Regions from separate parts of the Mus musculus genome. Here region 1 is linked to region 2. The links are chromatin contacts, called in public HiChIP or PLAC-seq maps. All regions are on one chromosome and are shown on one strand. The core of a region is the stretch at or near the end of the contact, and the rest is flanking DNA. Distances in the headings are between cores, read along the strand shown. Region 1 has its middle 32 kb from the start of Chil4. Region 2 holds the start of Pifo (primary cilia formation).

Region 1 (4,754 bases), core at 571-3,070, 250 kb after region 2:
CAGATAATCTAGTTGTGTGCTATAGATGTTGTTTTAAAATGCTGAACAATCAAACCTTAATTTGTATAGTAATAGCCAATGTTATATCTCAGAGCTCACAATTGCTTAAGATTGTTTGTCTGTCAGATGCTATTAATTCTCAAATTTGCAATTGCTTATGCATATAAGCATATAAGCATCTATATAACTCATAGATAAAATGCTGTCCTTTTAAGAAGGTGGTTTTTAGACATTTAATAAATTGTTCTGGATTGCCTGGACATCTTAAAACTATGCCATGCTGGATTTATATCTCAGGCAGTCTATAGTTCGTACATATAAGATAGATTAGATATGTAATCTCATTGTTTGTATATTCAAAACAGTTATGGTTTAAGATAATATTTTAATAATCTTAGAAATTGTGCATGTCAATTTCTGCCATATGCGTCCTCAGTTACTACGTGTTTCCACATAATAGTGTTAGTTCTTGAGGACTTATACTTAATAAATTGCTGCAAATAAATACTCTTATTTCTAGTTAATAAATAAATAAATTATGCACATGTGACTATTAATAACTTTTCAAGCTTTCTAGTTACAACCGCTCATTAAGAGAAACAATTGAAAGTGCAATTAGTCACTGCCCTTGTTACATGAATACAGTCAAGTATTTGAGATGTTTTGTCAACAAGTTATTAATTTTAAAGACAAGATATTGTGAAATTTTAAAGCTTTAACTTCTTAAAAGACAAAGAAGGGGGAAACTATATCCCCATGCATATTATTTAGTGCATTCCCGTGCACACTATTTAAATAATACTTTTATTTTAGAATTTTGAAATTTAGATATCAAAGAATTTAATAATGCTTTATAATATCTTAAAAGGACCTACTTATTGGAATATGGTTTGATCCTAAACAGCTACCTTATTAGGGAAGGGAAAAACATAGGCTCTCTCCACAGAATGCTGCAAAAGCATGATGGTTAATTCGTGTGACAGGCTGGCAGGTGAGTTGACTCAGTGCCCTGATTAAAGTGACAAGGAAGCTAAATTGGGTACATGTCTTTGACCCATCCTTGCTTGCCGTTTCTCCAGTTTGGACTAGCTTCAAGCCTTTTAACTTTATGGCAAAAAGAACATCAGAGACTGTATATTCTGACTTAGTAAGATTAGTCATTTAATAGAGTCATAATGATTTTTCTCTTTTCTTCAATGTGACCAGTTATTCTAACTCAATTTTGGACTGGTCTAATATTAAGTCCAATATTAAAGATTACTATTGTAGATAGCTAAAATTCTTAATTACCTAGCAAAGTTAATTCAGAGCACAGCCCCCACTTCCAGAGAGTCTTTGGCTTTTTAAGACAAAACAGGGGCAGTTATATCCCCCAAAGTCACCAAAGGCACATCTTGCCTTTGCTTTATTTGTTCTAAATTTTTTGCAAACTGATATTAAAGGTCAGTCTGCAGCAGATCGCCACTGGATCCAGTTACTTCTAATTTTTATGCCATGGTAAAATGGAGGGCTCTTCTAACTAATGATTGGAAGGCTCCAGATACGGTTCTAATCTGGGGAAAGGGTTCAGACTGTGTTTTTTCATAAGAAAATGGCACGTGATGGCTGCCTGAAAGATTAATTCATCAACTGGACACAGATCCTGAATCTTCTAGTATTACTCTGATGAGGGCTAAAAATCCTCTTTAGCCTAGAAGTCAGTTGGGAGCACAGGCTCCCAGAGTAGCTGCTTTTTTCCTGCAATTTTCAGAGGCAGCCAGCCCACTAGGAGGCCGGAGACTGAGCTTGAGCCTTGCTAATTTGCAACTGAATAAAGTACCTAGACTTCTCCAAAAGAAGCTTTGTATTGTCACTTTTCATTGTCTGTATTGTGTCTTTCAAGCAGGTCAATCAACACCCTTCAGCCTGACTGCAGCAGGCGTGCATCCCCACCCCCAAGAGCATGCAGGTGGCAGCTACTAATTTTCATTCTAAAGGCATTCCAGCACATATTGTGGCTTTTGGTCTGATTTGGGATCACGGTTTGCTATTAGGGCTAGAAAGGTGGAAATTTCAGATATTAGAAGAATGTTGTTTTTATTCTGATAAGACGGGCTTAGTCCCTTAGCTGGTCTCCAGTTTTCCACCCTTGCTGCTATTGCAAGGTCCCCTTGGTTCCTCAGGCTGTAGAGATATTAGGGGTGAGGAGGGTGACCTCAAGCTCCTAATATAGCCTAAGAGCCACAAATTGTTGTGTTACAAGTGGCATAAATCTTGTAGAGGCCTCGCTGAATCTGAGGTTGACAATTCTCCCTTGGGAGCTGCACAGTACTCAGAACTGTGCATGCTGGTTCGTGATAATACGAATACAGTATGGGGACCAGCGTGGGTCCAAGGCTAAGCACTGCAGGGGAAGGTCCAACTTGACCATTTCTGAGTTCCCTGAGAGACACACCCGGTTTGGATGGAGGTTGGTATCTAGTTCCAGTTACAACCAAAAGTATCTTTCTAAGGCTCTGTCTCCCCTCCCCAAAAGATATCAAGAGCCATGATTGTGGGTCGTGACAGCACCCACAGGAGGAGTCAGGTCAATGCTCCTCCAGCCATGGTTAAAGCCCACTCATCTAAGGATGAAAAGATCATTTGATCACCTCAATTAAGTGTGGCCTTATTAAGTGTAATTCAAAGAGGGGAGAGAGGTTGGAGACCATACCGTGAAAAGGTAAGCCCTTCACAGCCTCCCACCCTAACAAGTTAAATGGCCTTGTGCTAAGGAGCCAGTTGTCACCCCTCCTCTTTGTTCCCTGCCTGTCACCCAAGGCTGTTAAGGAGGATCCACGTACTCTCCTTTAGTGTTATCTTACTATACTGCTTTTTAAAATTGAATCATGATACAGTTAAGTCTTCGCCAGAGTTCCAATGTCCTAGTAAGACCGTGAAGCTGACAACTTGGAATTCAGTAGAAATTCAGCAAGGAAGTTACCTATTCAGTAACAAAATTAACATTACAAAGGATGGAGCCAACAGCTCAGAGCTAGTCTGCAAAATGTTTACTAGGACAGAAAGGACAGTCTTAACCAAATGAGGGTTTACCATGAGAAAAGTTAGGAAATTCCACTGAGACAGGTTTCTTCATTAGGTCCTAAGAATTCAGGCAAGACTATAGAGCATAAATAAATAAATAAATAAATAAATAAATAAATAAATTTTATGCCTCAGCCCAGCCTCTCTTTTATATTAACAACAGGGAGGAGATGTAACCTCCCCCCCTCAGCCTGAAATCTGGCTGATCAGGTTTGACTGTTAGCACCAGGAGAGCATCTGGGGTGGAGCCTGCCACCCTATCATTCTGCCACTCCCACTGCTACTGCCTTCTGCCTAGCTGTTCCAGAGCCAACACGTGGTCACCTGCAACTGGACTCCAAGGATGATTTGGTGGGAATGGGTCCCTCCCCCTTCTTCATAACCCCCGTGTCTCTGAATAGTAAAATTGAACCTTGATCAGACTAATGTCTTGGTTCCAACCTTTCTCACGCCACCTAGTTCCCTCTTTTCTTCCAGATTCCAAAATGCCTTTCAGGCTCAAACCCGGACATGTGGGCCGCTGGCTGGCCTCAACAGTAAGGTACACAAGCTTTCAGGAGAGTTGGCCTGAATGGCCAAAAACAGTGTATCTGACGAAATCTTGTCAAATACACTGTAGCAGTCCCTCTGCCTCATGAGTCATCATTTTTAGTTTTCCCCAAGTTGACACCAGGTCGGCTCTCCTTGTTGTAGTCCATGGTGGAGATACGAAGTTTTTTCATCTAGTTTGCAAGTGGCTGCTCTCCCTGACTCCTCTTTCTTGGTGTGCTCAACACAGCTTTCTTGTCACCACTGTCAGGGCACTCAGGAACTCACAGGTCAGGCTGTCATACGAATCATTCTGGAAGCTAGCATGCTTCTGTAGCATTCTGTGGAAAAAACAGAAACATCCTCTCTCTCTCCCATATTAACTTTCTGTTCAGGATCATGCCATGTGTTAATAAGTGGATCTTTTTCATCTCACCTAGACATGATTATGTCTAGTTTAGGATACTATGAGGCATTTATTAAGTTCTTTCACATCCAAATTTCAAAATTCTTAAAAATAAAAGTAATAAAATAAATAATGTGCATGGGGGGTATAATTTCTCCCCTTCTTTGTTTTTAACAAGATAGTTTTTAAAGTTCCACAATACCTTGTCTTTGAGAATTATTAAATTTTTGACAAAACATTAAATATTTGACTGTTATAGTCAGTTTTAATATAACATGGGCAGTGAATAATTACACTTTCAATTGTTTCTCTTGAAGAGCGGTTGTAACTAGAATGCTTGAAAAGTTATTATAGTCACATGTGTATAATTTATTTATAATCAGAAAGAAGAGCATTCATTTGCAGCAATTGATTATGTATAGGTCCTCAAGAATTAATACCATTATGTGGAAATAGGTAGGAATTGAGGACACCAATATCAAATATTTACAATTTGACATGCACATTCTCCAAAAATACCAAAATATTATCTTAAACCATTCCTATTTTGAATATATAAAGAACGAGATTACATAGTCAATTTTTAAAAGTACGATGAGCATGTTCAACTATTCCTTGTTTCATGGGGGTTATAAGGAATTCCAGTTTTATGTTTGATGCCAAATTCTTTACAAAATGAAGTAAGTGCTTGCTAGAATAGGATGCCCCATTATCTCTCTTAATAAGTTTAGGCAATCCCATGGCACTAAAGGCTTGT
Region 2 (5,126 bases), core at 1,964-4,463:
AGTCCTTTTCTCTAGACATGGAACCTGAGACCAGTCTGGAGATCCAAATTTCATTGGCCAAGTAACTTTTGGGACTGACTTCATCTCTGGATTGTATGTGCCAGGGCTAGAAATAAATAGAAATACAGATATCATGGTAGATGACTGAACAAAACATCTTACCAGTCTTTGGGAAAAGAGGACTAGCCTTTTGATGTCAGGCAAACATGAGCATCATTTCCCTGTTATTTTATTTCTCATTAGGTTAAAGAAAACCAGCCTCAACATCCAAATAGGGTAATGACAGACTCTAGTTTAAGAATATTTCTGTAACTCAGTGTCCTCAGCCGACAGGCCAGCAGATACCAGAAGAGTGAGTGGTCAGAGACCCACTGTGATGACAGATAAGTGCTGCCCAAGATCTGAACTTCATGAAAGACATTCAGCAACAACCTAGCCTACAATCTAGGGACAAGCAAAGCAGAACCATTTGCTTTTCTTGTCACTGAGATTAGTTTTGGGTTGCCTTTGTTTGTAATCCTCTTACAGACTCTATTGTGAGGGGATATTTCCTTCCTTCTCACTATACCCTAGCCATGATAATGTCTCTCCTTTTCGACCTCATCAAATTCTTTCTTAATTTAAAGTTTTTGTGCTTGTGGTTCTTTCTGCTCTGTCTTTACACCTTCATAGAAATGACTTAATCTATTTGTTCAGGTCTCAGATCCAATAGTACTTGCTGAATGCTTTCCTTAACAATCTCAGATAAAGTAGCCTCCAGCGTATCGCTCTACATCCTGTTCTAATGCCTCTCTCTATAGGACAGCACCAGCTCACCACATGTTCAGGTGTGAGCGTGACAGGGCTTATGCTACTGTCCTGGGGTAACTGTCACTTGGCCTACTTCACTCGTGGAAGTGTTGAAGTTTGATTAGTGAATTATATGGTTAGTATTCTTACTACTGTTGATATTTTCTCGAGTATTTATGTCTGAGTTTGTTAGTTCTAATATGTAATCTCCAGGAGATCAGGATCCCTGTTTGGTGGGTATAGTGAATGATATATGGAAGCTACAAAACCGCCGGACACATTAGCAAATATCTACTGAATTAATAACTGACTCTACAACCTAAACAGTACCAGAGACCTGGAAAGTTAGATATCAAATCTTTAAAGATTTAGCTGAGAAAGTTTGGATGTAATTCCTGCTTTATGTACTTCTTTTCCTATTTCCCTTCGAAATGCACAGTAAGCAGTAGACATACCCGGGGTAAGAATCACCCTTTGCTGCACTCCTAAATCGAGGCATCAAGATATTAAATGGAGCAAAGCTTTTTTTGTGTTTTTCACTCAAAGTATCAACTTTCTGATACATCCCTGGGTATGGTGTCACATCCTGTAATCACAAAAAGATTAGTGGATTAAATACAGATATCTTTCATAAGATATAATCTATATCTTGATAAGATATAATTTAACACAAATCACTTAAGGTAAACAAAACAGAGTCATTTTTATCCTGTTTATAAGTCATCTACATACAGGTTAGTGTGTCAAAGATGTAGAAATAGGGCCTTGTAGGCAAAAACCTAGTATGGGGCTGGGGAAGTTGTATAATGACATACAACACACAGAAATAAACTTAGTATGGGTAAGGAACCAATGTTAGTTGGTACAGTCTACCACTGGGAGAATTTTATAGTTAGTATCTCCAGTCCTTGACTGTCTATGTGGAAAACCACTAATAAGAGAGTAGGAACTTATGCAGCCCGGTTAGAGCTCAGTGAAAGCACATTTGCCTGGTGCAGTCTAGGCTCAGAACTACATCAGAAAAAGAAAGATAAGATTTCCCCCCACATAATTAGACTTGAAATCTAGCCAGACACATATACCACAAAGTAAAAAAGTTGGAATTTATCCTTTAACTGACAAGATAACGTGATGTATGTAGGTTCTCAATTTCAACTTTTGGTTATTAAAACCTTGCTTTGGATCCATTTCTTTAGTGAAGGGCTTTTCTCCCTGCTTCCCAATCATCTACCTGTGTTAATGTCTCAACATAAATTTATGTTGCCACATGATCCACCCAGAACAATCCCAGAACATTACCTTGCTGATTGGCTTAAACCTCACAGCTGTCCTGGCTCCAATAGCATAGCCTTTCGTACTGGTTGGGACTTTCGATAGATTATATGCCAAACCATTCCACTTCCAGTGGAAGGAAGAGAACGAAGGCGGGGTGGGGTGGGGGGTGGGGTGGGCGTGGGGTTGGGGTGGTGGTGGTGCGGTGGTGGGGTGGGGTGGAGAAAGAAGAAAAGCATCAGAATTAGTAACACAATCCTAGAACGGCCTTCAAAGTGGAGTGAATACAGAATGTGTAAACTTCTCTGCAAGACATGGCCTTCCCCCACCTTGTCTTGGTTCTTTTATAGTCAAAAGCATAGAGTTCAACAAATGACACAAGTGACTTTGCAAAGAGGTGTGGCTGGACAGACAAACACATGAATTTCTGTGTATCCCAATGGCTTCAGTCTTTAGAGCTGTCAACAACTGAATTTACTTTTATGGAAGAGTCAGCCTGAAGATTGTACTGACTGACAGCTCAAGAGGGCGCTGGAAGTGAAGACAGGGAAGGGATTATATGAAGACAAGCTTGCGTTTAGTGGGGGATGGAAAGTGGCGAACTATCGTAGTTTACACATAGGCTCTACAGCTTGTCTCATATTGGGACCCAGAAATTAAAGTTACACATAGAGCAGTTTTTCTCCCAGAACACCTATGCATCCTGCTGTAGACAGGAAACTGAGTCCCACCCAAGGGGAAGTGAATACTTACATCTGTTGCTGCTGCATAACACCCAGGGCCTGTGTGGGGCATTCCCCTAAGAGGGAGATACAGGTTCCCCAGCCAGGTTGGGGGATGGTAGTGAGGAAAGAGTTTCCTCGCTTGACGTGTTCCAAAGGAGTAATTATTCACCTTCCCTAAAGATCAAGAGAAGAAACTCCAGGTGAGCACGTGGGTGGAGGGAAGCATGGGGCAAGGGGACCGTGCTGCCAACTCTTACATTGTAAAGCAGGTGTAACTCCACGGAGCGGAGGAGCAACCGGTATTTCCTCCGTGTTCATCTCTCCTGCTCTTCTTACCCTTCTTCTGCTGTCTGCTCTGTAAATCTCTGCTACTCTCCTTACCTATTCTGCTGAAGCACATCCTGCAGGGTGCTAGGATTAGCTCTGTGTACTACGTTGCCAAGGGAACGGAACCGCGGAGAGCTCTGAGCGCGCCTGCGCAGCAGGTTGCTCAGGACACAGGTCAAGTTACATCTAAGCTTTGAGGCTCTTAACTCTAGAGGGTGGCACCAGCTAGGCACCAGGTGGAAGGGCTACATGGGTGAGTGTGTGGAAAACTTCTTTGGAAAAGTCCACGAAGAATACACTGCTGTAAAGGTAGGTCTATGGGGCTCAGATCACCCTAGGTCTGGACTCCGGGGACCAGAAAAGGAGAAAACTCTGTGCTGACAAGTGAGGAAGATTGTGCCTCTGAACGATGCCTGGAGCAGAGGACTGTGGGGCAGGTGGGTGTTGAGATTGCGCTGACAGCAAGGACCCCATCAGGTCCATTTTAGATCCGTTTTTCTTTTTCCTCAAGTCTGAGATCGTGTGTGTGTGTGTGTGTGTGTGTGTGTGTGTGTGTGTGTGTGTGTGTGTAGGGGTGCAGGGGTAGGAGAGCGCAGGAACGTGTGGGTAGGAGGCTTTCAAAAGCTAATGGCTCTCAGTGGAACACTAAGAGTGCATTTGCATTGTTGAAGAGCTTAATAATTTAACATTTTTGTAAGTCTCAGTATCCTCATAATTCTACTGACAGGTTTGCTGAGTGTTTTAAGGCTGTGGAAGCAAAACCACACAGTGTGTACTTCCTAGCAGTTGTCAACGTAAAAGGTTTTCATCACATAGATAACAGCCAACTAACCTTTGAGCTTTTTCATACTACTGAGAGAAAGAACATCAGAATGTTTGTTATTAAACTTTGTCCTGTGCAGAAACAAGAACTTTTCTCCCCTGTGTTTTAGGGTAGCTTTACGACTTGTCCAGGTATAGGAGGTAACAAGACACACTGTCTGGCCCATGCTGCTGTGTGTCTTCCTTCCTCCCTCCCTCCCTCCCTCCCTCCCTCCCTCCCTCCCTCCCTTCCTCCCTCCCCCCCCCTCTCTCCTTCCTTCCTTAGATTATTTTTTAGATTTTTTTATTAGATATTTTCTTTATTTACATCTAACCCTTTACTAGTTTTCCCTCTGAAAATCCCCTATCCCTTCCCTCCTCCCCTGCTCCCCAATCTACTCACTCCCATTCCTGGCCCTGGCATTCCCCTATACTGGGGTATAGAACCTTCACAGGACCAAAGGCCTCTCCTCCTATTGATGGCCAACTGGTCCATTCTCTGCTACATATGCAGCTAGAGCCACGAGTCCCACCATGTGTTTTCTTTGGTTGGTGGTTTAGTCCCTGGGAGCTCTGGGGGTACTGGTTGGTTCATATTGTTGTTCCTCCTATGGGACTGCAAACCCCTTCAGCTCCTTGGGTCCTTGATCTAGCTCCTTCATTGGGGACCCTGTGCTCCTTGAGCATGACTGTGAGCATCCGCTAAGATTTTTTTTATTAGATATTTTCTTTATTTGCATTTCAAATGTTACCCCCTTTCCTGGTTTCTCCTCCAAAACCCCCCTATCCCCTCCCCTCTCCCCCTGCTCCCCAACCCAGCCACACCTGCTTCCTGGCCCTGGCATTCCCCTACACTGGGGCATAGAGCCTTCACAGGACCAAGGGAGGACCATCTCTTCCCATGATGACCGACTAGGCCATCCTCTGCTATGTACACAGCTGGAGCCCTGAGTCCCACCATGTGTACTCTTTGGTTGGTGGTTTAGTCCCAGAGAACTCTGGGTGTACTGGTTGGTTCATATTGTTGTTCTTCCCATGGGGCTGCTAATCCCTTCAGCTCCTTAGGTCCTTTCTTTAGCTCTTTTGTGGGGACCCTGTGCTCAAAGCAATGGATGGCTGTGAGCATCCATCTCTGTATTTGTCAGGCACTGGCAGAGCCTTTCAGGAGACAGCTATAACAGGCTTCTGTCAGCAAGCACTTGTTGACATCCA

The links. HiChIP or PLAC-seq counts read pairs in DNA pulled down with a chosen protein or histone mark.
Region 1: an H3K27ac HiChIP or PLAC-seq map of epiblast stem cells shows a contact between it and region 2. The contact joins the enhancer-like site here to the promoter of Pifo in region 2. A contact is called at or near these places in 1 of 484 Hi-C or Micro-C datasets (embryonic stem cells) and 1 of 115 datasets of contacts at active chromatin or transcription factors (epiblast stem cells).

The regions. Positions count from the first base shown.
Region 1 is chr3:106,249,396-106,254,149 of GRCm38.p6, forward strand. No RefSeq gene overlaps it. Among named protein-coding and RNA genes, the nearest start is that of Chil4, 32 kb to the left of the region's middle. Within about 2 kb of position 1,821, at least 4 of the 459 cell types and tissues checked have an H3K27ac peak or open chromatin away from gene starts, as enhancers often do. A contact at or near this core is called in epiblast stem cells, where this site is marked.
Region 2 is chr3:105,998,284-106,003,409 of GRCm38.p6, forward strand. It overlaps Pifo (primary cilia formation), which reads right to left and starts at 3,214. Exons shown (of 6, transcript NM_029604.3): 1 at 3,044-3,214; 2 at 2,815-2,960; 3 at 2,089-2,187; 4 at 1,245-1,375; 5 at 1-106. The coding sequence starts at 3,104.